Regions from separate parts of the Mus musculus genome. Here all the other regions are linked to region 1. The links are chromatin contacts, called in public HiChIP or PLAC-seq, Micro-C and promoter capture Hi-C maps. All regions are on one chromosome and are shown on one strand. The core of a region is the stretch at or near the end of the contact, and the rest is flanking DNA. Distances in the headings are between cores, read along the strand shown.

What was found. Promoter capture Hi-C pulls out the DNA fragments that hold promoters and counts their contacts. A called contact is a pair of places that touch in the nucleus more often than the background predicts. HiChIP or PLAC-seq counts read pairs in DNA pulled down with a chosen protein or histone mark.
Region 2: a contact with region 1 is called in a Micro-C map of embryonic stem cells, with 4 times the contacts expected there. The contact joins the promoter of Mapt here to the promoter of Tlk2 in region 1. A contact is called at or near these places in 1 of 39 promoter capture datasets (liver), 1 of 484 Hi-C or Micro-C datasets (embryonic stem cells) and 3 of 115 datasets of contacts at active chromatin or transcription factors (astrocytes, embryonic stem cells and large pre-B cells).
Region 3: a promoter capture Hi-C map of neural stem cells shows a contact between it and region 1. The contact joins the promoter of Taco1 here to the promoter of Tlk2 in region 1. A contact is called at or near these places in 7 of 39 promoter capture datasets (3T3-L1-derived adipocytes, cranial neural crest, embryonic stem cells and 4 more), 5 of 115 datasets of contacts at active chromatin or transcription factors (embryonic hindbrain, embryonic stem cells and epiblast stem cells) and 2 of 9 other capture datasets (embryonic stem cells and liver).
Region 4: a contact with region 1 is called in a Micro-C map of embryonic stem cells, with 2.4 times the contacts expected there. The contact joins the promoter of Dcaf7 here to the promoter of Tlk2 in region 1. A contact is called at or near these places in 7 of 39 promoter capture datasets (3T3-L1-derived adipocytes, the C10 cell line, cranial neural crest and 3 more), 2 of 484 Hi-C or Micro-C datasets (both in embryonic stem cells), 14 of 115 datasets of contacts at active chromatin or transcription factors (astrocytes, craniofacial prominence, embryonic forebrain and 8 more) and 1 of 9 other capture datasets (adipose tissue).
Region 5: an H3K27ac HiChIP or PLAC-seq map of extraembryonic endoderm stem cells shows a contact between it and region 1, with 4 times the contacts expected there. The contact joins the promoter of Kcnh6 here to the promoter of Tlk2 in region 1. A contact is called at or near these places in 2 of 39 promoter capture datasets (the 3T3-L1 cell line and embryonic stem cells), 7 of 115 datasets of contacts at active chromatin or transcription factors (bone marrow-derived macrophages, embryonic forebrain, embryonic midbrain and 4 more) and 1 of 9 other capture datasets (embryonic stem cells).
Region 6: a contact with region 1 is called in an H3K4me3 HiChIP or PLAC-seq map of bone marrow-derived macrophages, with 6 times the contacts expected there. The contact joins the enhancer-like site here to the promoter of Tlk2 in region 1. A contact is called at or near these places in 3 of 39 promoter capture datasets (embryonic stem cells, hippocampal neurons and second pharyngeal arch cranial neural crest), 3 of 115 datasets of contacts at active chromatin or transcription factors (bone marrow-derived macrophages, embryonic forebrain and embryonic limb bud) and 1 of 9 other capture datasets (embryonic stem cells).
Region 7: a FOXA1 HiChIP or PLAC-seq map of pancreatic cancer cells shows a contact between it and region 1. The contact joins the promoter of Cyb561 here to the promoter of Tlk2 in region 1. A contact is called at or near these places in 7 of 39 promoter capture datasets (the SN4741 cell line, embryonic stem cells, hippocampal neurons and 2 more), 2 of 484 Hi-C or Micro-C datasets (both in embryonic stem cells), 14 of 115 datasets of contacts at active chromatin or transcription factors (bone marrow-derived dendritic cells, embryonic brain, embryonic limb bud and 6 more) and 4 of 9 other capture datasets (adipose tissue, embryonic stem cells, macrophages and 1 more).

What each region holds. Positions count from the first base shown.
Region 1 is chr11:105,179,740-105,183,048 of GRCm38.p6, reverse strand. Tlk2 (tousled-like kinase 2 (Arabidopsis)) reads right to left here and starts at 1,522. Exons shown (of 22, transcript NM_001112705.2): 1 at 998-1,522. 1700052K11Rik (RIKEN cDNA 1700052K11 gene) reads left to right here and starts at 1,616. Exons shown (of 1, transcript NR_027956.1): 1 at 1,616-3,309.
Region 2 is chr11:104,229,659-104,232,967 of GRCm38.p6, reverse strand. It overlaps Mapt (microtubule-associated protein tau), which reads right to left and starts at 1,532. Exons shown (of 12, transcript NM_001038609.2): 1 at 1,361-1,532.
Region 3 is chr11:106,064,405-106,067,713 of GRCm38.p6, reverse strand. It overlaps Taco1 (translational activator of mitochondrially encoded cytochrome c oxidase I), which reads right to left and starts at 1,623. Exons shown (of 5, transcript NM_027346.2): 1 at 1,196-1,623. The coding sequence starts at 1,466. Taco1os (a long non-coding RNA gene) reads left to right here and starts at 1,673. Exons shown (of 3, transcript XR_003949781.1): 1 at 1,673-1,832; 2 at 2,418-3,309.
Region 4 is chr11:106,035,052-106,038,360 of GRCm38.p6, reverse strand. It overlaps Dcaf7 (DDB1 and CUL4 associated factor 7), which reads right to left and starts at 1,489. Exons shown (of 7, transcript NM_027946.3): 1 at 1,100-1,489. The coding sequence starts at 1,237. It overlaps Kcnh6 (potassium voltage-gated channel, subfamily H (eag-related), member 6), which reads right to left. Exons shown (of 13, transcript NM_001037712.2): 13 at 2,767-3,309.
Region 5 is chr11:106,006,552-106,009,860 of GRCm38.p6, reverse strand. Kcnh6 (potassium voltage-gated channel, subfamily H (eag-related), member 6) reads right to left here and starts at 1,713. Exons shown (of 13, transcript NM_001037712.2): 1 at 1,583-1,713; 2 at 648-878. The coding sequence starts at 1,658. Ace3 (angiotensin I converting enzyme (peptidyl-dipeptidase A) 3) reads right to left here. Exons shown (of 15, transcript NM_001101453.3): 15 at 2,311-2,911. The region is part of intron 2 of Gm35971 (a long non-coding RNA gene); the gene reads left to right.
Region 6 is chr11:105,988,971-105,992,279 of GRCm38.p6, reverse strand. Ace (angiotensin I converting enzyme (peptidyl-dipeptidase A) 1) reads right to left here. Exons shown (of 25, transcript NM_207624.6): 25 at 2,316-3,309. The coding sequence ends at 3,246. Among named protein-coding and RNA genes, the nearest start is that of Ace3, 4.0 kb to the left of the region's middle. Within about 2 kb of position 1,764, at least 14 of the 459 cell types and tissues checked have an H3K27ac peak or open chromatin away from gene starts, as enhancers often do. A contact at or near this core is called in bone marrow-derived macrophages, where this site is marked.
Region 7 is chr11:105,943,002-105,946,310 of GRCm38.p6, reverse strand. Cyb561 (cytochrome b-561) reads left to right here and starts at 1,824. Exons shown (of 6, transcript NM_007805.5): 1 at 1,824-2,200.

The DNA of each region.
Region 1 (3,309 bases), core at 273-2,772:
CAATATTGAGAATAGAAAAAGAGCATGCATCATAACATAGGAACCCTTCAAACATTCTAGTATTCCAGAGTTACTGGAGGCACTCCTGGAGTGATTGGCAGAAATTTGTATTAAAGTTCACTGAAAAAGGAATCAAACCTTCTCTGCAATCTAACAGCTCCATAATTTCCAGTAACATCCCCTACACCCGTCCTAACTTTCATTTCCCTTCCTGGACTGAATGCCTGGAGCAAAGGGGAATGAAAAGGTGACGAATTCAAGTTTCACTCACACACACAAGTAAGGAATTAGGAAACTGTTAGAATGGTAGAAAGGCATCTTAAAAAAAAAAAAAAAAGACTGAGAAGAAAACCGAGTTTTCCCTAAGTAGGTAGGTGGCCTTGCTCACTACTTGTCCTGCCCTAATAATCGAGGTCGGAAAGGCAGAGGTTACAATGCAGTCTCTCCCCAATCCCAAGGTCTCTGGAAACATTTCCCAACCCTCCATCCCCAGGCCTGGCCCAGAAAATGAGGCCCTAGCAGTTACCCCATTTAATGTCAACTCATGATCAGAAAATACCCACCCCATCTCTTTCCAGAGGGGCTTTGGACCGGGATCCTCCCAATGGCCCCAAGCCGGGAAGCAGGACCGATGGGGCCTGGTCCCGGCGCCCCTCGCCGGCTCCAAACTTTCCCCAACTCCGGGCCCACCTGTCACGGACGGAGCGAGGGACAGCTCTCGGGGGCGCCCCGTAGGCTGCCGAGGCCTCCAGCTCCCCGGAGTCGCCTCTCCCGGCAGGCCGACCGCCACACTCCCAGGCCTGGGCCTGGTCCATCTTCGGCCCGGCCCCTCGGCGACCCCGCAGCCCTCGGGGAGCACCTCCCGCCTCGGCGCCCAGGAGCTGCGGCACGACGCCGGCCCGGGTCGCAGCCTCCTCGGGCCCTGGAGTGGGGCCCCCGGGACGGTTAATACCCCAGGCCCCGGCGCCCTTCCACGTCCAGGGGCTGAGCTTCTCACCTGCCGCCGCTGCCGCTCCACTCTCCTCTCGGGAGGGGCCCCGACCCGACCCGGCTGCTGACCGCTCCGCTCTCCCCCTGGGCAGGCCCGGGGCGGAGCCGGGGCCTCTCCTGAGCGCCGCAACCCCCCGCCCGGGCAGCCGCCGGCGGCGCCGGGCTCCACGACAGGGCGGGCGGGGGAGGGGGGCCACGGAGGCCGCAGATCCCCGAGCTCGCGTACGGAGCCAGGCGGCTGACGCGGGCCCGGGCCCGGGCGGCCGCCGGGGGGCGCGGGGCCGGCCTCCTGGCGCCGGACAAAGGCCAAGGGAGGCGCAGAAGGGTCTGGGTCGGGCCGAGAAGTGGGGGCCCGCTCGGCTGGGGGCCACTCGGGTGCGGCGCGGAGGGCGGGATGGGGGGGGGGTCGGAACCGCTAGTGCCCAGGACCCGCCTCCGGCCCCTTAATCCGGATCGGTTCGGTCCGGATTAGTAGTGATCGGTGTAAACACACTAGTGAAACCGCGTGTTTCCTCGCGAGATTTGCACGGCTGGGAGGCACGGGGGGGGGGTGTTCCTGGGGTGGGGGGGAGGTAGTGCCGGCCGTGGGGGAGGGGACGGGAAAGGTGTTGGGGGGAGGGTCGCTGCTGCCCCCGGAGCTCCGCCTCCTCCAATCAGCGGCCGCGCTGGCGGGCAGGGGTTAACCAGGGGACCCCGCACCGGCGGAACAGGCCGCGCCTGACAGGGCTGCTGAGGGCGGGCGGCTGGCGGCGCTTGCGGCCCCGCCTGCGACGTGAGGGGTGGTTGGTCGGCTCGGGGGCGCCGGGTAAGCGGCCGGGGCCGGAGCCTCGGGAGCCCGCCTTTGTGGAGACAGAGTCGGAGGCCGACGGTTGGGCTGCGCCTCAGGCCGCGGAGCAGCGTCGGAGCGGCGACCCGGCGGGACTGCCGCGCTCGCCCTGCCTCTCATCTACACACATTTTTTGGGGTGAGGAAAGAGGTTGCTCTGCCCAGCGATGGATCCGAGGAGAGAGCCCGGGAGCGGGGCAAGGGGTGTCACTGAGTTCGCGGTGCCCACCCGATGTCCGCCAGCCGGCCATCCCCCGCAGCCATGGTCCACGTCCCCAGACCCCACGCCACGCCACGCCACGCCACAGGCACGGAAAGCCGGCCGGCGGCTCTCGCCTTCCACGTACCTGACTGGCCTGGCGTCTCCAGGGACAAAGGTGTCCTGGGATCACAGCCGAGCCCTCACCAGCATGCCCCCCTCCAGAGCGGAGGTCGCTACCCGCCCCCCGGGGAACTCTCTCAAAGCACCTAGGGGGAGGTTCCATCTTAACCTCCGGTGACAAGATGGCCCTCCTGGGGTGCTGGGGGCCTGCTCTTCAGAGTGTCTGCTGAGAGGGTGAGCGCCTGCGACAGGAGGGCTTTCCTGCATGGGAAAGGGTTCCACCTCTGACCCCAGCGCCAAAGGGGGAAAAAGTCACTTTCTTCACCTAGTTTCACGAGCCAAGACACGGACTTCAAAGTAACGACTCAGCTTTTTGTTTTCTTCTGATGCTTCCTTGACCAGATGTCTGAACGTGTCTGAAGGACTACAAGGGAATCACAAGAGAAACATTCAAGCTTTTACACAGCCGGCTTGAACTTTTCCAGGCGTTGGCAAGTACTCCAAAGTAGAATTCTGTTATTATTAATTTTTCCACATATTGACTGGACAGAGACCTGCCAAATGGGCAAAGGATGATAATTCCTTTTTGTACATTCTCCATCCTTCAGAACTCAAGTAGAAAAACTCAAATTGGGAGTCATCTTCCAGATCCCAGGCTGCTTGGAAAGATGAACGTTTTGAAGGGAAGAGGGGAAGAGCAAGTCAGGAGCAAAGGGTAGGGAAAGGGGGCAAGGAGGAGCCCCCAGAATGCAGTCAGTCTCAAGCATGAAAATGATGAACAAAAGGAGTGCACTGTGGCTCCTCAAGTCTGCACAGTGGGAAAACAAAGACAGTTCTTTGATTATAGTGAGATCAAGAAAATAACACCCACATTCCCATAACTTGGGAGACTGAGATGAAACAAGATTGCCAGCCTGGGTATCTTAAGACCAAAAGAAAGGGGCCTGGAGAGATGACTCCGTGGTTAAGATTGGCACTGTTCTTGGGTTTGCTCCAAAACATCTACACCCGTAAGGCTTCCATGGACAGTGCGTTCATGTGCACACACAGACATAATTAAAAATAAATCTGAAAAGAATATGGCCTGCAACTGACTATGCAGCATGGGCTGGCCTTAGGTGGTGGGTCCTTCGACCTCTTTCAGAGTTCTGGGATTACAGGCATGCAGCCAC
Region 2 (3,309 bases), core at 283-2,782, 950 kb after region 1:
GAAAAAAGGATGGAGCTGCTCCGAGTGCGTAGGCAAATATCCTCGTCGAATGAAAGCTTCCCGCCTCCCCCCGCACACTCCCCCAAAAAACCAGGGCTGGGAGCGCAGATCCTAAATCACACGACGAACAAAGCAGCGAGCTCCCCTAGACGACCTCAGGTGAACGCTCTGGTGCGCACCGCTGCAGAGGCAAAACGCCAAGGCTTCCGTGTTCATCACCCCCTGTTCTTTAACATGGGTCCAAGCCGGGTCCTCCAAAGCCTGGCCACAGCTCTTGGCATGCTACGATAGAGACGTGACTCGCCGCAAAAAGATGGCACCTCGCGTTCAGAGAGGGGGGAAAAAACGGAGAGGGGTGGCAGCGGGAGGAGACACATCGTACTCCCCCCTCCTCGCCCACCCAGGTCCACACCCACTGCCGCAGTGAGGGGCGAGCCCTGCGCGCCAGCCCGCGCCTCCGGCAGGGAGCGCACATGCCGGGAGCCCGGCGCAGAACGCAGAGAAAGAAACGCGCCCCGAAATGCACCTGCAGCCCTCGCGTGGGTCTGTGCCTGGCTGCAACGCTGCGCGCCCTCGAGCGGGGAGCCGCTGCCAGCCAGCCCGCTGACACCGCGAGGCCAGGTGACCCCTGACTCTTCGAGCTCCCACATTGGGATCCGCGCACTACCTTCTCTCGGGCACGGCGCTGCCCCTGTCACTGTACCAAGCGCGCGCAGGGGGAAGGGCGACTAACGTGACAGCGCCTGGACCCCTCCCCATCCTCCGGATTCCTCCCAGCCCCCAAATGTCCCCTGCCGGCTTCTGAAGGAGGAAAAGGGGAGGGGGCGGGCCACCGCCTTAAATCAGGGCCAGTGAAGGCCGTGTCAGAATCGCTGTCAGGGAGGTGGAGAGACATGAAGGCAGTCATCTTTTCTAGAACCCGATCCACACCTTCCTTAGGGCTGATGGCAATCAGGAGCAGAGAAATCCGATTTCAGGTTCTGTTTCGGGGGTCGTCGTTGGACCCCCATGCACACTCACAGACCCACGCCCATTGCGGCAAAAGGCTGAGATCCAGATTACAGAACAACCCCTTCCCTAGGTCACCGTCATCCGCGCCCCACCCTGCGGGCACAGCCCCCCTCATTTGCGCGGAGCCGATAGTGGGGACCCCAGCACTCATAGATACACGCATTCGCTCGCGTGCGTGCATCTCTTGCACGCGTTCCTTCCCAGCTCCCCAGCGCCTAGGGCGCAGAGAGGCCCCCGCCGTTGCGCCTGATTGATGCCCAGCTCCCTAAATCCATCTCTGGGGCGAGGGGTGGCAGGAGGACGGCGCACAGGGCCAGAGGGGACTGGATTTCAGAGCTGCGGCGCTTACCTGATAATCGACAGAAGGCGAGGACAGAAGAGGACAGCGGAGGAGAAGGTGGTTGTGGCGGCGGCGGCAGAAGGTGGGCGGTGGCGGCGGCGCTGCTGCTGGTGCTGGAGCTGGTGGGTGGCGGAGACTGAGAGCGCGCGCGGCCGAGAAAGCGCGTTCTGGAGGCCGGCGGGCAGCGCAGGCGCGAGCCACGGGAGCGCGAACCTCCCTAGGGGAGGGGCGGGCAGCGAGGCCTGGGCGGGCACCTCCCCTTCCGACCGCTAGGGGGCGCACGCGAGCGCCCCTCAACCCTCCTCTCTCCGCGCCGCTCGGCTCGCCCCTCTCCGCGCTTCCCTCCCCGGGTCCCGCCACGCCTCGGGCCGCGGTGCTGACCGCCGCGCGCACGCGCATTCCGTGGCGCACGCGCACCCGGCCTCCCGGGGCTGCAGCCTTTGTCTAGTCCAGGGGTCCCCTCCCTCGGTCCCCGCGGGGTCCAGGCAGAGCGGTGTGTCGGTCATCGTCCGCTTTTCAGTTCACCCTCGCTGGCTCTCCAGGCGGTACACCGTGAACCCCAAGTGCTACAGGCTCCCCGAGTCTCCTAAAATGTGGCCCTCCAGATAGAGCGCACTTTCTATTTCCAGGGCCAGCTGTTCGCTTGCTTTCTTTCCACCTGTTTTTGTTAATGGCCAAAGTGAATGATTTCCTTGACAAATCTTCTCGAAACAGATTAACTTGACCGTAATACACTTTAGCGTTTTCGTGGAAAAACAATTGTTTTTAAATCAAGGAGCATTCAAACCCATTAGGTATCTTGACTGTGACCCTAGCGAAGAAAAATCTTTAAATAGGTAAGTTCTAATGATGCTTACCACACACACTGCAAGGCATTTTCACAGAGTTATTTTTATCTCGTTTATTGAAACACCTTTGTACAGCGTGAGAGCTGAATTTTTAAGGTGCCTGCTGGAGATGGCCACCTGCTGGATGTCAAGCTTCCGGTTGAAATTGGTCATTAGTTCTCCTTCCAGCTACGTAGGCGTGGGCTGTGGCTTTAGCTTAATATCTTACCTCCCCAAAGCTCAATTCTCTTGGACAGCTGGAGCCTGTTCAAATGCAAGGAAGAGAGACAGGCACCTACTTCTTGCCAAAGAGGCGAAAACTTGTCTTGAAGCTTTCATTTGCATGCCGTTTTTTCTTTATTTTTCAAGGCAGGTTCTCACTATGTTGCCCTGGCTGGCTTGGAGCTCACAGAGATCCCCTGCCTGCCTCTGCCTCTAGAGTGCTGAGATTAAAGGTGTGCACTGCTATCCCAGCAGTTGTTTCTAAAACTCCAACGTTGTACCTGCTCGGTGTGTTGGCTCACATCTGTAATCCCAGCATTCAGATAGGCTGAGACTTGTTCAAGATCAGCCTGGGCTATATAGCAGAATCCAAGCCAGCCTGAATTGTATTACAGGGTGAAAGTGAGTCAACAAACAAACAAACAAACACACTTCTGGGCTGGGGGGGTGGATGGTTGTGAGCCACCATGTGGTTGCTGGGATCTGAACTCAGGACCTTCAGAAGAGCAGTCAGTGCTCTTAACCCCTGAGCCACCTCTCCAGCCCCCAAAATAAAATTTTGAGATAACTTTGGGTTCAGTTTTCTAGCACCACAAACATTTTTTCCCATATGAGCTTAATTACTGAATTATTCTGGAATGACGCAAATGGGGCTAATTTCTTTTTACTTTCTTTTTAAAAGAATTACTTATTTATTTTATGTATACAAGTACGCTGTAGCTGTCTTCACACATACCAGAGAGGGTATCGGATCCCATTACAGATGGTTGTGAGCCACCATGTGGTTGCTGAGAATTGAACGCTTGCTATCTCACCAGCCACAGAGGCTCTGAATTTCTAGGTCTTGCCTTGCTATTCTTCTAACCACAAACAGCATGCCTGCTTCAAGACTTCTGCATCGGTTCTGGA
Region 3 (3,309 bases), core at 374-2,873, 880 kb before region 1:
TGAGGGAAAAGGAAGCGAGAAATGGCTTGTCTCAGCATGCCTGTCCCAACCTTCAGTGGTAGTAGAAGCAGCTGCAGAGCGCATGGTTAGTCCCTTCAAGAAAGGCACTTTCTTTCTCTTTCTTCCTTACAAGACCTGCTCATGTGCTTGCATGCATGATGCATGCAGTGCCTGAGGAGGCCAGAAGAGAACATTGGGTACCTTGGAACTGAAGTTTAAGGTAGTTGTTAGATGTCACATGGGTGCTGGGAAACAAACCCAGGTCCTCTGCAAGAGCAGCAAGTGCTTTTAACCGCCCAGCCATCTCTCCAAGCCCTGACTTGACTCTTTATGCTTTATTTTTTCCTTTTCCCTCTTCCAGTCATTTTATTTGATAAATATCTTTAACTTTTTAAATCGATTCTTTGTGAATTTCGCATCATGCACCCCAATCTCACACTGATCCTGTCATCCCTCCAGATCCATCCTCTCCACGCTTGCAGTCTCCCTCCCCTAAACAAAACCAAACCAAACCCATCCCTGATGTAGAAGCAGAAGCTGCGGTGTTGTGGAGTGTCACACTGGATATTCTTTTGTCCAAACAGCTTCACTTGCAAATGTCCATTGCCATGAATTATTGGTCTGGTTCGAGGCCTCCGGCTTCTGCCACACTTTCTTTTTTTGTTTTTTGTTTTTGTTTGTTTGTTTTTTGTTTTTTGTTTTTCGAGACAGGGTTTCTCTGTGTAGCCCTGGCTGTCCTGGAACTCACTTTGTAGACCAGGCTGGCCTCGAACTCAGAAATCCGCCTGCCTCTGCCTCCTGAGTGCTGGGATTAAAGGCATGCGCCACCTCGCCCGGCAAAATAAAACAAAGGTTCGGGAGCGGAAAAAGACCGGAACGACACGGGAACCCGCGACCGGCACCGACAGAACCAACTCGCGGAAATCGGGCAAGCCGGCCGCGCTGCCACACTTTCTTAAGGCGTATTTCTATGAAGTACCTTCTAACTATACCCTTAGATGAAGTCATTTTTATCTAAGGGCGGGTCTCTGAAGGTCTTTGAAAAGGAAAACAGGTATATCCAGTGTAAGTAAGTGCTTTGAGGGTTATGAGTAGGACAATTATGACAACTGGGGGTTGGGGGGACGGTCCTAAATGAAGCCTTAGGCACCTAAAGAGCTTCAGTGACCAGCAGTGAGGACTACCAGGTTCTCACCTTTAACCGCCAGGCGGATACTGAGAGTGAGTTTAGAGAAGATTCGACTCCTTTCCATGTCCTTGGGGCCCTTGATGTGCCGGACTTTAGACCACTTATTGTGTCCCGCCGAGGCCGTCGCGCTGACATGCAGCGTCCTGTGTGGCGCTGCACCACAGCCGGGGTTTGCATGCTGGGAGGCGCCCCAAGGACCCACGCGGAACCCGAGGCATCGCACACGAAAGCACGGGACAGCGGTCATTCTCAGGCTGGCGGCAGCCCAAGACATCATCTGCTTCGACAAGGGGCTGCGCGGTGCAAAGATGAGCAGCTAAAATCAGCCCGTCTAGTCCGGCCCCGGAACAACCCGGTCTGGACGTTCAGACCGCTGCTACAGCTCTCCAGAAACTCAGAGGTTCGGCTCTTCCTGACGCTGCACTGCCTTGAGTGACCGCGAAGGAGCCGGGCGCGGGGACCCTAAATGGTGCAGTACACTTCCTTTGCCCGGTCCGCCGCAAAAAGACGTTCCCGGATTCTGCAAAGTTGGTTCCGCTGCCTCGCGGTACTCGTTCCAACCCCGCCCCTGCCAGGAGTGACGCAACCCTTCTTTGCTCCCGGTTGCTTGGAAACGACAGATCACCTTCCCGGAGAGATTCAGGTGACTGACTTTCCTTCCTAACTGAGCAAGTCCAGAATAAGAATTGTTTGGTTGAAAAAGAAATATGTAGTTCAGTCGGTTCATTTTACAGATAAAGAAACCGCCGCCAAGGTTGCCTGTTTAAAAAAAGGAAGCAATAAACAAAAAAGTACTAAATGCTGGGCGTGGCAGGCCATGTCTGTGATTCCAGCACTTAAGAGGCGAAGGAAACCTTAGGACTTTGTCTCAAAAAAAAAAAAAAAGCAAAAACTTTAATTAAAACAAACAACGACAAAAAAAAAAAAAAAAAACAACCAAACAAAATAAGCCACTACCCCACCAGCCGACGAGAAGCGATTTGCCCAGTCATTTAAAACTTTCTGATTTAGATTTCATTTCTGTAAACAAGGATGGCATTGCCTGTTTTGCCAACCCATACTGGACAAAAGATCGGGCCAGCCTTTGAGTCAAACTGCTATCTTCGTTTTCCATCTGTTGTTTTAAAATTAGTTTAAGTATTTTTAATATATGTGTATGGTTGTTTTGACTGCATGTATGTCTGTGCGCTACATGTGTGCCTGGTGTTCTCAGATATTTATTTTACAGATAAAGAAACCGCCGCCAAGGTTGACATCAAGATAGCCTGGAACTGATGGTTGTGAGCTGTCACATGGAGAATCGAAATTGAACCTGGGTCCTCTGGAAGGGCAACCAATATCCTTAACTGCTGAGCTATTTCTCCAGCCCCTTCCACCATCGGTTCTCTTGGCAGAGAAAACAAGAGAAAAAGGACACTATGGAAAAATAAAGAAAAAATAATGTAGCAGCTGCTTGAAACTCTTTAAGAGCTCTCTAGGGGGGGGGTGAATTAAGTCTCAAGAGCGTAACACATTTAAAAAAGCAGGTCAGTGTGAAGGCAGTTTGAAGTCTTGCTCTCTAAAGTTAGGCTGGATGAATTCAAAGTGTGTTTCTGCCATTTAGTAGTGCAACCTTGGGCAAGTTCTTTACTTTCTGTTTCCTTCTACAATGGCCTTGAATAAGCAGGATGAGGGGAAGGGCACGGACACAGATTTTATATTATTTTTTAAAAGATTTATTTTATTATTATACATAAGTACACTGTAGCTGTCTTCAGACACACCAGAAGGCATCAGATCTCATTACTGATGGTTGTGAGCCACCATGTGGTTGCTGGGATATGAACTCAGGACCTTTGGAAGAGCAGTCAGTGCTCCTACCCACTGAGCCATCTCTCCAGACCCCAGATTTTATATTCTTAGTGGATATGTCCAAAATTAATCTACTTACCTTTCATTCTCATGTATGTCTATGGGAGGGCATTATGTTAGCTGTTAGATTATCCTTGTGTTTCCTTCCTAGTTCCAGAATAGCAGCTGGCAGCCACCAAGCACAACCTGAGTTCTTTTTTTTTTTTTTAAGATTTATTTATTATGTGTAAGTACACTGTAGCTGTCTTCAAACACTCCAGAAGAGGGCA
Region 4 (3,309 bases), core at 240-2,739, 860 kb before region 1:
AAAATGGTGACCCTTTCCCAGAGAAACACATGTGCTCCCGAAATACCATAAACAAACCTAAAATGCTCAAATGTTTTCACCTGACCCTTCACATATAAAACAGAAGCCCTCTCCTAGATCACTGTGGGTCAAAAATAATAAAATCTGGTTTGTTCAATGCCTTATAGCTAAATCCTAGACCACCTACTTCTTCCACTGCTCCCACCATCTTGTCATTTGTCTCCAGTCTGATGTTCATAAGAGTAAGGCAGAGTACTGGCTATAAATACCACTGGCCAAAGCTTTCAGTATCTCTGATTACTGTCATTCATTTTTTTTTTTTTAACTCAAATTACAACAAAAGAATGAAGGTAAGAGATTAGGGAAAGAAAATTCTTCTCAATACTTTCAAACCTATACCCTGCATATAAAAATTCTCTCCTTCTGCCAGTGTTTTGATGAAGTGATGATGTCCAGCAATGCTGCAAATGAATGTGTAAAGAACCACGAAAAGAACAGGTCAAACGTCATCTTTCTCTATTCAGAAATAATGGCGGGATAATGCCACAGACTAAGGTTTCCAAGGATAGGCTGTTTGGGGGAGGGTGAACATCAAGGAGCAAAACCAATGACCAATGACAACCTAGCATTAGGGCTCTGTATCCATGAGAAACACCTGAGATGGGGAAGATCTTGCAATAAATAGCCCTAACAGAAATCTCGCGTGGCCAGGAATGCACGACCACCAATCCAAGCGCCGCATCTTCCTCCACTGCCTCTCTCCCGCCCCCCACCTAGCAACAGAAGCACTGCGACAGGAGTGGGGGAAATGAGAGGGACGGAGGACATAGCTTTGGGGGTGTGACTCCGATCTGAAACCTGCTACTACCATCGAAAATCTTATCTGCCTCAGGCATGTCACAACACCGTGCCTCGGTTTCCCCCGGCTGTCAAAACTAAATAAGAGGCAACGAGTGTGACAACCTCAGCGACAGGACCACAGAGGACCCACCCCCTTGTTGTGGTCAAGGCGAGTTTGCAGGAGAGTTGTGGGGACCGGGGCTGCCGCCCACCTCGAGCGTTCCCCGCCGGCTACACGCTGAGCCCCGGCACAACTCACCTTGTTGTTGTACTCTTCCACGAAGCTGCCCAGCGCCAGGCGAAAGCGCTTGTCCGGCCGCACGCTCCAGTTCATGGCGTACACAGTCCAGGGCGCTTCATATTTGTAGATCTCCTTCCGTTTGCCGTGCAGGGACATGGTGGCGGCTGGGCCGCAGAGCCGGCCAGAGAGGCAGCGGGCTGGGGCACAAGACAGGCGGGGACCCGGGCTTGGGTCCGCGGGTCCGAGGGGAGGCGGGGCCGGGGCGGTCAAGAACGGCCTAGCCCTCCAGCGGGTCCTCGGCTACACACACTCACACTCGGCCGGGCCCGACCACCAGTTTCAAACCAGCTCGGGCAGCGCTACCACCTTCCGTTTGGGATGCCGGCCCGCCCTCTCGGAACGGAAGCCACGCGACCCCGCAGCGGCGACGAGCGTTGGCTGCCGGGTACGTCCTTTCCAAACTGTTCCTTCTTTTCATTGGTCGACACAGTTGTAGCGCCCGCGCCCTCCTTACTATTGGTGAAAATGTTTGTCATTCTGCTCATTAGCCCCGCCCAGCTCCTGGAGGCGGGCTCTTTTGAAGTCCCAAAGATCATTGGCTACCCAAGATGTCAGTCAAGGGGATAACGGCGCAGTGCGGGTGAATGGGGGCGTGGGTGGCATGGGGGCAAGTGTGCCCCTCTACTGATCCAAATTCTAGGCCAAGAGTAAAGCCTGCTATTTCTCCTCTGCTGCTGCTGTTCTGATCACCTCTCTCCACTGACAGTAACTGTCAAACCTACCTTCATGGAGGACCACCTGCGTTTATTACATCTCCCTATGTCCGGCGGTCCCTCAGTCTTTGCCAAACGGGAACTCTCTCCAGCTCCAATGCCCACCTTTTAACTGTTCTCTTTCAGGCATGATAGAAACGTCCAGGGACAGGCTAGATTGATTAAGGCTTTCCTGCGCTTTCCTACAGACACTAAAGAGACTCCTGAATTCTGGGATCGATTTGCAAATGACCTGGCTATTAGTCACTTACCTTCTTCCTCTGGGATGTTCAGAAGCCAAATGGTAATCCAACTTTAAATGCTTATATGCCATGAGTTTGAAATGCAGAAAAACCTGGATCTAGGTACACCAATATAAATGTAAATTCTTTCAACGATATTGAAAGGGGTTGTATTGAATTGTTAGGCAGTACTTTAAAACACGTTAATTTTACGTGTATTTGTATGTGCCCGAGTATAAGTAAGTGTACTACATGTGAACAGTTGCCCACGGAGGTCAGAAGAGGCATTCAATCCCCTGGAACTGGAGTTAGTTACAGATGGGAATCCAACCCAGGTCTGCTGCAAGAGCATCCAGTGCCCATAGGGCTATCCTACCTCTCCAGTCTGTAAAATACAATTTTTAATGGATACAAACACTTGGAAGCCTTGAGGGACAATAGTATACACTTATCAACCATCTTTTAGTAATGGCCACCTGTATGAACAAGTCTACTGGGCACTTTTATTTTTACATAGAGCCTAGGCATGGTGTTACACACCTCTAATCCAGCTCTTGGGAGGTAGAGTCAGGAGAACCAGAAAGTCACTCTTATCCTGGGCTACAGAGCCAATTAGAGGCAGCCTGGGCTAGTTGAGAATCTGTTTCAAAATAATAAAAGTTAAAAGAAAATTAACTGGATACCTAGGTGTGTATTTTATTGAAACGTTTTATTTCTGTGCATATCAGGAAATTTGGTCCATAGTTTTCTATTGGTTACATCATTTCTGATTTTTCAGTGGGTTAATAATGGTCTTGTAGTACAATCTTAGCGGAGGTCTATCTATCTATTTTACGGAACAGGTCTTTTTTGTTTTGTTTTGTTTTTTCGAGACAGGGTTTCTCTGTATAGCCCTGGCTGTCCTGGAACTCACTTTGTAGACCAGGCTGGCCTTGAACTCAGAAATCCGCCTGTCTCTGCCTCCTGAGTGCTGGGATTAAAGGCATGCGCCACCACGCCCAACAGAAAAGTTAACTTTAACGTTTTAGCTTGTATAAACACTTGCGAATGTGTGCTCATAAACTCACTAACAGACTCTGGGGCATCAAATAGAAATTGCAAAAGGAAGGAAAAATGGGCTGAGGAGGACAGATTAGAATTATCTGACAAGCAACGATGTTTTAACAGGTCTCTCAAGCGAGGCAGTGTGGGTTGAAACCGTGTTCTCCTTTTTCTAGTGTGTTGAGTTTAACTT
Region 5 (3,309 bases), core at 464-2,963, 830 kb before region 1:
GGGGGAGATGCTGGTGATTTCCAAGAGACTCGGTTTCTGACTATAGTTCCACACCCTCATCCACTGAGGGAGACTTGAAGGATGCTGAGCTTTTGGCCCCCAGCCCTTAGCTTATGTTTCTGTTGTGCTTTCCAAGGGCTCGGGCAGAACTTAAAAACACAAAGTCCATCTAGGTAAGCCACCTGGTGACAGCAAACCCAAGGCTACCTTCCCAAACCACTGGACCTAAGTGAGCCAGATTCACTCTTCCTTTCAGCCAGCAGCCCCCATGCACTGCCTAGCCAGAGAGACCTTGGGGGGCTGACTCCTCCCTTAATCCCCAGAGCAGATGAGGGAAGGTTAATTTCCATCCTTGACAGCTGGGGCTGGCAGTGACAGAGTAGGTAGCTGGGAGGTGGGGGAGGGAAAGTGGAGCAAGAGGCTGTTCTATACCAGTACCAATAGCTGGCTCAGCCCAATCTCAAGTCCCTTAGAAGACATAACATGCAATTCTCATTGCTTCTCTCTAATACTAAGGAAACCAAGGCCCAGAGTGGGGATAGAAGTGGTCCAGGCTCTTTGGCTCTTAGGTCAGACCCTTCCCCCAGGGCACTCCATGATAGACAAGAAAGGTAGCCTACAGGACCCTTGGCCCAACTGAGTCTCACCATCCTTGCGATAGTAGAGGATGTCCACCTTGCACTCTTCAGCCCCAAGCAGGGCCTGCGCCAGGCGGGACACAGCACTGCTCGGAGTGTTCGGGCCAGTGAGGAAGTCACAGGTACAGGGTCGCTGCATCACCTCCACACGGGAGTAGCCGAAGAGTTCGCAGAAGCCATCATTGCAGTAGATGATGGCACAGTTCTCCATCTGTGCATTGGCAATCAGGAACTTACGACCTGGGGTGGGAAGAAAAAGGTAGGAAGACCGTGGCAGCCAGGAGTGGGTAGTTGGGAGAGAAAGATTACAGGGACCGGTGGCAGCCAAGGAGGGGATTTATACACAGGAGCAGGCAGGGGCCAGAATGAGGGAGGTGGAGGACAGAGCAAGGGAGGGTGGAAGAACCAAGAGTCCTGGGGAAAGGTCATTCCTTCTGGGAGCACAGAGGGGCATGAAGGAGGCAGGGAGCAGAAAAGTAGGGGTGTGGGAACCAAGCTTGGGGGCTAGGGTCAGTAGAGTGGGAGGAAGACCCCAGAACTCCTGGAATAATAGTTGGGATCCAGACCAGAAAGCAGGACTGTGACCAGGGAGTCAGACCTGCTCTGTGGGTGAAAAGAAGGAAGTCAGGCAAACCTCTAGGAGAGGCATGAATGGTCTGGAGGGGTAAGTGGGCAGTGACTGAGAGGGCAGGCCAGGGTTTGTAACACCAAGAAAACTGCTGTGAGCAGGTAGAAGAGTGGCATTATGCCCAAGACACAGCACATATGGAGGAGGTGTTGGGGACATCAAAACGAAAGATTTTGTATTCAGAATCTACCCCCCCCCCCAGCCCCCAGCCCTGCCATTTCTTTTACCCCATCAGAAGTTAGTGAAGAGTTTGGCTGCTCCTGCCATCCAACCCGTACTGCAGAGAGTCCCCCACACCCCCAAACCTCACACTTACTCTGGCCCTCAAACTTGCGGATGATGGTGTCCAAGTAAGTGTTTTGGGGAGCAACGTGGCCCCTGCGGACTGGCATCTTTCTGTAACACCACTTGCTGGGAGTGACCGGTGCCCTGGCTTCTGGCGTCTCCGTCAGTCCTGGGGCTCAGCAGCGTCGGGCTGGGGTGGGCGCCGCCCCCGGGGAGGGCTATCGGGCCCCGCCCGTCCTCCAGCGTCTGCCCTCCCCGCCCTCTCTAGTCCTCCCGCTCCCACGGCTCAGCGCTCCTCCTCCTTCCACGAGGCTTGCGCCCGGGAGCTGTCCGCGTCGTGGTGCTGAAATAAGCCAAGGGACGTGACAGGCAGACGGGGTTGGGGTTGGGGTTGGGGGTCAGGACAAGAGCAAATTCTGATCCATAAGGGGCTCTGAATCCTAGAGAGAGGGGCAGGGGTCCTGAACCTGGGATACTCTGAAGAACTTCTGCTCATGTCCAAATAGACAGAGACCTCAGCATCTCTTTGGACCCCTTTTGATACTGAAGTAGTTTTCCAGGCAGAGGAGGGCAGAAGTTGTTAGGGGCTTCAGATAGTTTTTTGTTGAAGGCTGTCTTCAGGGATTTACCGCTGGGACTGACTGTGGCAATGGGGCACTTAGGCCCCTTGCCCACAAATGGCCGCCACCTATTAGCAAGTGACCACTGGTAAAAGTGTCTGTGTACTGATTAAAAATGAACACACTTAGAAAAAGCAAATTGGGGTGGGGTGAAGTTTATTGAAAAAAAGGGGGGTTTTCTGAGAGGAGAAAAGAAGGGCCACAGTTCATTAAGCACCTTGGTGGACTTGGAACTTTGCAGAGGGTCCCAAGACCAATTTTGAGCCACATTTTAGTAGCAAGCATTCAAAATGAAACATGCACCTTCGGAAAAGGCCCAAGGGTGGTGTCAATGCAGAGGGGCTGAACTGGCCAATGGAGGAGGTGAAAATGCAGGAGAAAAAAATGACAAGCAGCATCCAGTGCTAGTTTGAACATCCAGATTTAATTGATGGACAGCTACGTTTTTAAGAAGTCTGAGGTTCGGAAGGAAATTTGAAGGCCTTTGAAGCAAATATTCTGGCAGAAATATAAACTTTACAAAGTGGATGGGGGGGTGGAGGGGGTGGCCAAGGAGGCTCAGTGAGGTTTCCACTGAAGTCCAGGTGAGAGGCTTAGAGTCCTGGGCGGGATGTGTCCTTGCCACAATACCTGGTGGGGGACCTTGGCCACAGTGGTTGAGAGATGAGAGGGCTGCCAAGTGTGGTTTCCTGGGGGGGCAGAGATGTCTTGGCTGTCCCTGAATGTGGGGAGCAGGCTGGCTGTGGAAGAGAAGTGGGGACAGTATTTCCTATCCAGTCAGTAGCATGGGCTTACGCAGTAAGACATTCATTCATTTGCTTATTCATTCAAGCATTTTTCTGGTCTCCACATTACAAAGAGTAATCCCGACGCATGTTGAGCCTTATGGACCTAACATCTAGTAATGAGGACAAACAACGGCATTATAGCAATAAATACACCACGGGATAATTCAGAGGTATCAAACAATAGTGCTGTAGAATCTGATCCTGGAGTAGAAACTGTTTAGAACTAGGAAGAACATGGGGAAGAGATCTAGAGACCCGGGCAGAGAGAGGGGTCACGGAATCCCTTTCTGTTAGCCTGTCTCCTCAGCCTGTGACTTTAGTATTCAGATCTCTAAGAAAAGCTGGTCTCA
Region 6 (3,309 bases), core at 515-3,014, 810 kb before region 1:
AATTCCTCTTCCTATCTCCCTAGTTCTGCAGGCACATGCCTTTACTTCTGGTTTCTGTTGTGCTGGGGATCACATCCACTCGCCTGACTGAGCTACATCCATAACACACGGCACAGCTCATAAAAGTGAATCTTCTCAAGTAGAAGGAAATCTAAAGCCAGGTGTGGCTACAGTAACCTGCCCCCGCAGAGGACGTCCCAGGCTCTGCCTTTAAGGGGACTTTCACGTTTAGTTTTGTTTTTGTTTTGTTTTGTTGTTTTTTTTTTTTTTCGAGACAGGGTTTCTCTGTGTAGCCCTGGCTGTCCTGGAACTCAATTCGAAGACCAGGCTGGCCTCGAACTCAAAAATCCACCTGCCTCTGCCTCTCACTGACTACATCTGCCTCTGCCTCCCAAAAGTGCTGGGATTAAAGGCGTGCACCATCACCATCCAGCTTCAGATGGAGACAAGCAGAGGGGCTTGCTTATAGACACAGGGAAAATAACGGAAGCTGGACTGAACCAAATGCTCTGGTTCAAGAGCCGGTGCCCGGTGACAGAGACAGTGATCAGAGCAGATGGCACTGAGGAAAGACGTTGTCCTCAGACCTCTCCCATGTGTGCTGTGGTGAGCCACCCCCAGTAATCAAATGCAATTTAAAACCAAATAAAACTCGTGGACTAGCCATGAAGAATGTGCGCTGTCAGGTGGCCAGGTGTGGTCTCTCACACCTGGAATTCCAGTACTGGGGACACTGAGGCAGGAGGACCACTACTCTCTCTTTCTCTGCAAACTTCCAGGTAGACTCCATCATCCTTTTCACCCATAGAAGCATGAAGCATGAACAAATGTAGTGTTTGAGAATGTTGAATATATATGTATGTATGTGTGTGTATATATATATACATAATATATATATATATATATATATATATATATATATATATATATATATATTACTATTCCCTAGGATCTGAGGTCAGCCTGGATCACATAGCAACACCTCTGTCTCATTAAATCCAAAACAACTGTAATGCTTCAAAAAACGGAGTGGGGGGGGGGTGAAGACTAAGATGACAACTCCATTGGAAAAGTGCTTGTGGTACAATCACAAGGACCTAGGTTCAAATCCCCAGCACCCTTGTAAAAGCTGGGCATGGCTGTGCACATCCAGGCTTAACAGCAGCCGTGACAGTTGGATCCCTGGGGCTAGTAGTCTAGTGGAATGGACAAGTTCCTGGTTCTGTGAGAAACTTTGTCTCAAAAAATAAAGTGGAGGATTGGCAAATGACTTGGTGAGTAAAGGTGTTGCCAAGCCGGGCAGCCCAAGTTTGGTCCCCAGGTCCCACACAATATAAGGAAGACTCCTGCCTGTCCTCCGACCTCCAGAAGTGCTTCAGGGTACCTGCATGTGCACATGCCCCAAACAACTGAAATAAGGGCTGGCAAGAGGGCACAGTGGGGTAAACTCTTGGTGTGCAAACCCGACAGCCTGAGTTCCAGCCACGGAACCATGCTAGGAGCAGAGAACAGACTTCTGTAAGTTGTCCTCTGACCTCTATACAGGGCGCTAGCGCGCGCGCACACACACACACACACACACACACACACACACACAGAGAGAGAGAGAGAGAGAGAGAGAGAGAGAGAGAGAGAGAGAGAGAGAGGGAGAGAGAGGGAGAGAGAGAGAGAGAGAATAAGAGTTTGCCACGGTAACCACATTGTGAAATCCTTTGCCCTCAGCCTGAAGTTTGGTCCTTTGGGTGAAGGCTGGTGACCTCACATTGCCCACAGCCCTGAGAGGCAGCCTGAAACTGTAGTTTATAAAAATAGAAAAGGAGGTTATGGGACAATGACCTTTGTCTTGCAAACAAATTGCAAAAGGGAAGGGGTGGGGGTGGGGGAACTAAAGTCTGTGGTTATATGCCTTGGAACAATCCAGAGGGTGTGTTTATAAGTTTCATTGTCTTGCTGAATTGTAAACTTCCACCCTCTTGTAAATCTAAAAGTCCTCAACTCCATATCCCTGTACATCACGTACAGAGAATGAGCAAGTGAGAGACAGAAACAGAGAAAGAGAGAGATAGAGACAATTTGGGGTGAGGGTCCTAACAGAGGTGAGACCCAGCGGGAAGGCAAGATTCTGCCCTAGAAATCTGACCATTTTCCATTTGGCCAAGAACTAGGATTAGCAATCAAATATTTTTTTGTAAAAATAGATGCATTTATGATAAAGGGGGGAAGATACATAGAATATAGTGGTACCTCATATCGTGTGTAGAGAAAAATAAATAAATATAAATAAATAAATAAAAGAAAAAGTCTGAACGATACCAAAACTTCAACAGTGCTTATATTTCTTAATGTTGCTACCATGGGCTTTTTATTCAGATTTTCCAAATTTACTACATAAATATGTAGATAAAAAGTTACTTCAAGTGACACCCCCTAAAATCCAAATAGGCCTTCCAAAGGATGGCTGAGGCTGAGGGGATGTGTTCCGGGATGAGGAGGTGGGCAGTAGCAGTGAACCCACTGTGTGGTCACGGATTAATGCTCTTTCCTGTGGGCAGAGCCTACGTGGCTCCGTCAGGGAACCCAGGCTGTCCACTTATATACTGGCCGCTTCAGCATGCTCAGTGAGGCACGCCCTTCCAGGGCCCTCACCCTGTAGCAGGGAAGGGCATCCAGAGCCTTCCTCCAAGACACCCAGCCACAGAGAGGTCACATGGGACAGGATGAGCCATCTATAGTGTATCCACACATAAAGGAGGCAGCCTACCTGCTTCCTTCCCCTCTGTTTCCTAGGCTCCTCCCTGGCAAGTTCATGGGTCTGCAAGACAGGAGCCACCTCACCTGGGCTGTTAGGAAGGCTGGTGGGAAAGGTTGTGGGGGATGGGGTCCAGAGGAATTGGGATTAGCTTCCTGCTTGGAGGAAGACTGCGAAGACAACCAGTAAAGGGTCGTGCTGGGACTGTCAGGAGACAGGCAAGCAGCCGGTCCTGTCCCTGGCTTCCCACAAGGGACACAGACTCAGGTGTGGGGGAGGACCTTTAATTGTATTCACAGAGACTGGGCAGGGAAGTCGGTGTTAGACACTGGGTATCCAGAGAATGGGGGCTGGGCCTGGGGGGTGGGGGTGGGGCAGAGTGGATGGGGACAGCAAAGGAGGAAGGCTCAGCTAGGGTATGTTCCACTCAAACACCATGTCCCCCATCCAGTTTCTTATGGGACACTCCTCTGCTGGCCTTGCCAGCAGGGTCACCTCAGGAGTGTCTGAGCTCCACCTCAGACCCAAACTGGGGCCCACGGTGGGGCCGGCGGAGGCTG
Region 7 (3,309 bases), core at 575-3,074, 760 kb before region 1:
AGTAACCATTATGTATATCCACAACCTGAAGGGACCTGAGGATGCTGCTGCCTCAGTCTCAGGGTGGTGGACACAGGACCTGCTTGCTGCTGCTGGTGGCCGTGGCTGCTGAGCTGAGAGCTCTCCAGGGGATATTGTAGGGCAGGGCCCAGTTTTTGGAACTGATATAAATTTGTTTGGCTCAGGCATGTGGATTCTTGTATCGCTTTTCACATTCCTCTGGACTCTAAGGACTCCAGAAACACTTGGGAGCTACACCTACACTAGGCTTCCCTGGTGAAATGAACAAAAAACTAAAAACTTACCTTCAAAGTAAAACCAGGCTGGGTGGTGGTAGCACACAACTTTAATTCCAGCACCCAGGAGGCAGAGGCAGGCAGGTCTCTGAATTTGAAGACAGCCTGGTCTACAGAGAGTGTGTTCCAGGACAGCCAGGGTTATACAGAGAAAAGTCAATACCTCTCACAGATGCACGTGTGTACACGTGTGCACGTACACACACACAAACACACACACACAAGACCTGGTTACATTTGAGAAACGCTTAGGATCTATTCATGCTAAATTTCTAAGATAGAAATGTAACTAGGAATCCTGGTTTTCCCCTCAGCTTTCTGCACTGGGTAGCCCTGGGGAGAAAGAATGTGCCAGGTGGGAGTGGGTCTGCCTTAGGTCTGGCGTCCTGGTTATGAGGACAAAATTTATTCTGCTCGGTGCCTTTTTTTGCTCCTTAAGGCCTTTCGCTCAGAGACCCCCTCCCTGCATCGTGAGTGTGTGTGAGTGTATGTGTGGTCGTCATAACTCTAGTCTTTCCCATACTGCCACACTGGCGGTCAGGAAATGCACTGTGAAGCAGTCAGCTTGGAGACTTGAAGGAATGAGGTAGGGGATGATCCAACAAAGGACTCTCCCAACAGGAGCCTCCCCGGGTCTTGGAAGGCACTTTAAGACCAACACTTAAACAAGATTCCATCCTGCCAAAATCGGTCCCTCCTTTTCCTCCCAGGAGCCCAAATATACCCAGCAAACAATGAGAAATGGCTCAGCGCCATGTTTAGTTTATAAGCATGTATTTATTGCCTGCACCACCAAGGAAGCTGTTGCTTACCTTAAAAAGCCCATTAGCTTCTGCCAGACGAAAAGTTACCATAAGGTAATTCCGGTTTTTGGTTCTCTCTCAACCGTACACTAGACAGCATACCCACCCTCTAAGAAGGAGCCCCCGCCCCAATTCTGGCTTCTACCAGTGGGCAGCTCCCAGCATGCTGAGGTGTTCCAGGGACTGCCTTCACAGTCATGCTTTGCCTCACAAGGTAAAATACCCCATTTCTCTCCTCCTCTCCGTGAGTCTGGCCAGGCATCCAACAGGAAAGAACCTTTTGTTCCCAGCTTGTAGGAAGTCTGAGCTAGGCTCTTATCTATTCGTAGCATTTCCTGGATAGCGGGCCAGGATCTGCTAAGCTCCCAGCCTTGGTCTTGGCAACAGTCTTAAGTACAGACCTTGGCATACACCAGGTCTAGGACTTAAATGAGAAGTTGGAAGGACACAATTTACCCTTAGATTGGTGTCTCTGTCTCTCTCTCTCTCTCTCTCTCTGTGTGTGTGTGTGTGTGTGTGTGTGTGTGTGTGTGTGTATCCTGGAGTGGAAAAAATGGGAGGCAAACTGTATCAACAACAGTGTCTATGTGGTCAATGTGGCTGGTGTGCAGATGCGGAAGGGCAGGGTTATTCCCAGCCTTCCAGTAAAGTGTAAAGTGCCATCTCCGCCCACGAGGGCTGGAAGAGGTGACCCTGGGTTCCCGGAGCTGAGCTTGGGCCCAGGCCAGGCCTGACACCTAGCGGCCTCCTGGGTTTGGGCGTGGAGAGTAGCGAGCGAGAAGCTAGAGACCGGGAACCCGGGCGCCGAACCCGCGCCGCTAACCTTCCCCGCACGCCGGTCCCGAGCCAGTCCGGAGCCAGTCCCGAAGCTGCTGGAGTTCGGGTCCTGAGTGCGGGTCGGTGTAGCCGAGGTGCCCTACCGAGTGCCGGCGCCTGGCGGGACTTCCGGCGCAGGTGACCGTCGCCTCCTCGCGCGCGCTACCGCTTCCCCGCCGCCGCCCCGTCTCCATGGCGACGCCGTCGCGCCGAGGCTCGTGGAACCTGCCGAGCGTCCGGGGCGCGGCGCGTGGACGCGCGCAGGCCTGGCGGCGGCGGGACAAGGTAGGCGACGGGGAGGTGGGGAGCCGAGTTCCGCGCGGAGGGGCGGAGGGGACTGTGGCCAGGTGAGGCAGGGCTTCGAGCCGCCCTTCCGCGCGCACCTGCCCGCACCGACCCGGCGCTGCCCGGCTTGTCCCCTGACGCGGGTGTTGTGCTGCTGGCACCCGGCAAGGCAGCCGGGGGAGCGCGGGCCGCGTCTGCCCGAGTTAGAATGGGGACTGCTGGTGACTTGAATTCAAGTCCAGGGGCCTGCGGCTGTACTGTAGAACAAAGTGGGTGGGAGTGGACCAATCTGCATTCGCCACGACTGAGCTCCCACTGTCCCCGCGGCCGGTCCCTGCGCTCAGGTGCGGGCCTGGTGGATCCTCTTTCTCTTCTTCCGCATCCCACCGTCCTCGGGCAGGATAACTAGTTCCTATCCTGGCAGAACGCCTGGCTTCGTGCTTTGGCCTTGGAAGTGACTCAGGGGCGGAACTTCTCGGAGAGAGGGATCTGCTGCCGCCTCTGACTCCTGGAGTGGTAGCCAGGCCACCTCCCCCTTTCCGGTCACTTCTCTTCTTACCCTTACCACCTTTCCACAGGCGCTGCAGCACCACAAGTCACAGACACTTTTGGTTGCCCTTCCTTTTTTTGTCTTGGCAATTTTCTTTAAGAAAAGCCCCATCTCCGATACCTGAGTTCTGTCCGCTTCTTAACAAAACAAAAAGCAAAGTGTTCTCACCTCCCTTAGATACCTTGATTGCTCCTCAGCACTTGGATCTGGGAGGAAAATACTGGACTGCTCCAACCCCACCCCTTGTAGGAGGAGCTCCTGGAACCAGAAGTAGAGTTGCACACAGATGCCCTGCCCTGCCATTGTCCCTGGGTAGGCAGAGCCCAGGTTTCTTGAACTTACAGACATCTGAATGCTGGGATTAAAGGCCATGCCAGGCCTTGCGTTCCATTTTCTAATCGCCTCACAATTAATTAGAGTACAAGTGGGAATATGAAATTTCAGACATTAAAATTACCACCTAGGTCACTTGTGGTGACAAGAGGCTGTGTTCCTAGAATGTGGGAGCCTGATGCAGGGAGACTGAACGTTTAAAGCCAGCAGACCTACAGAGGGAGAT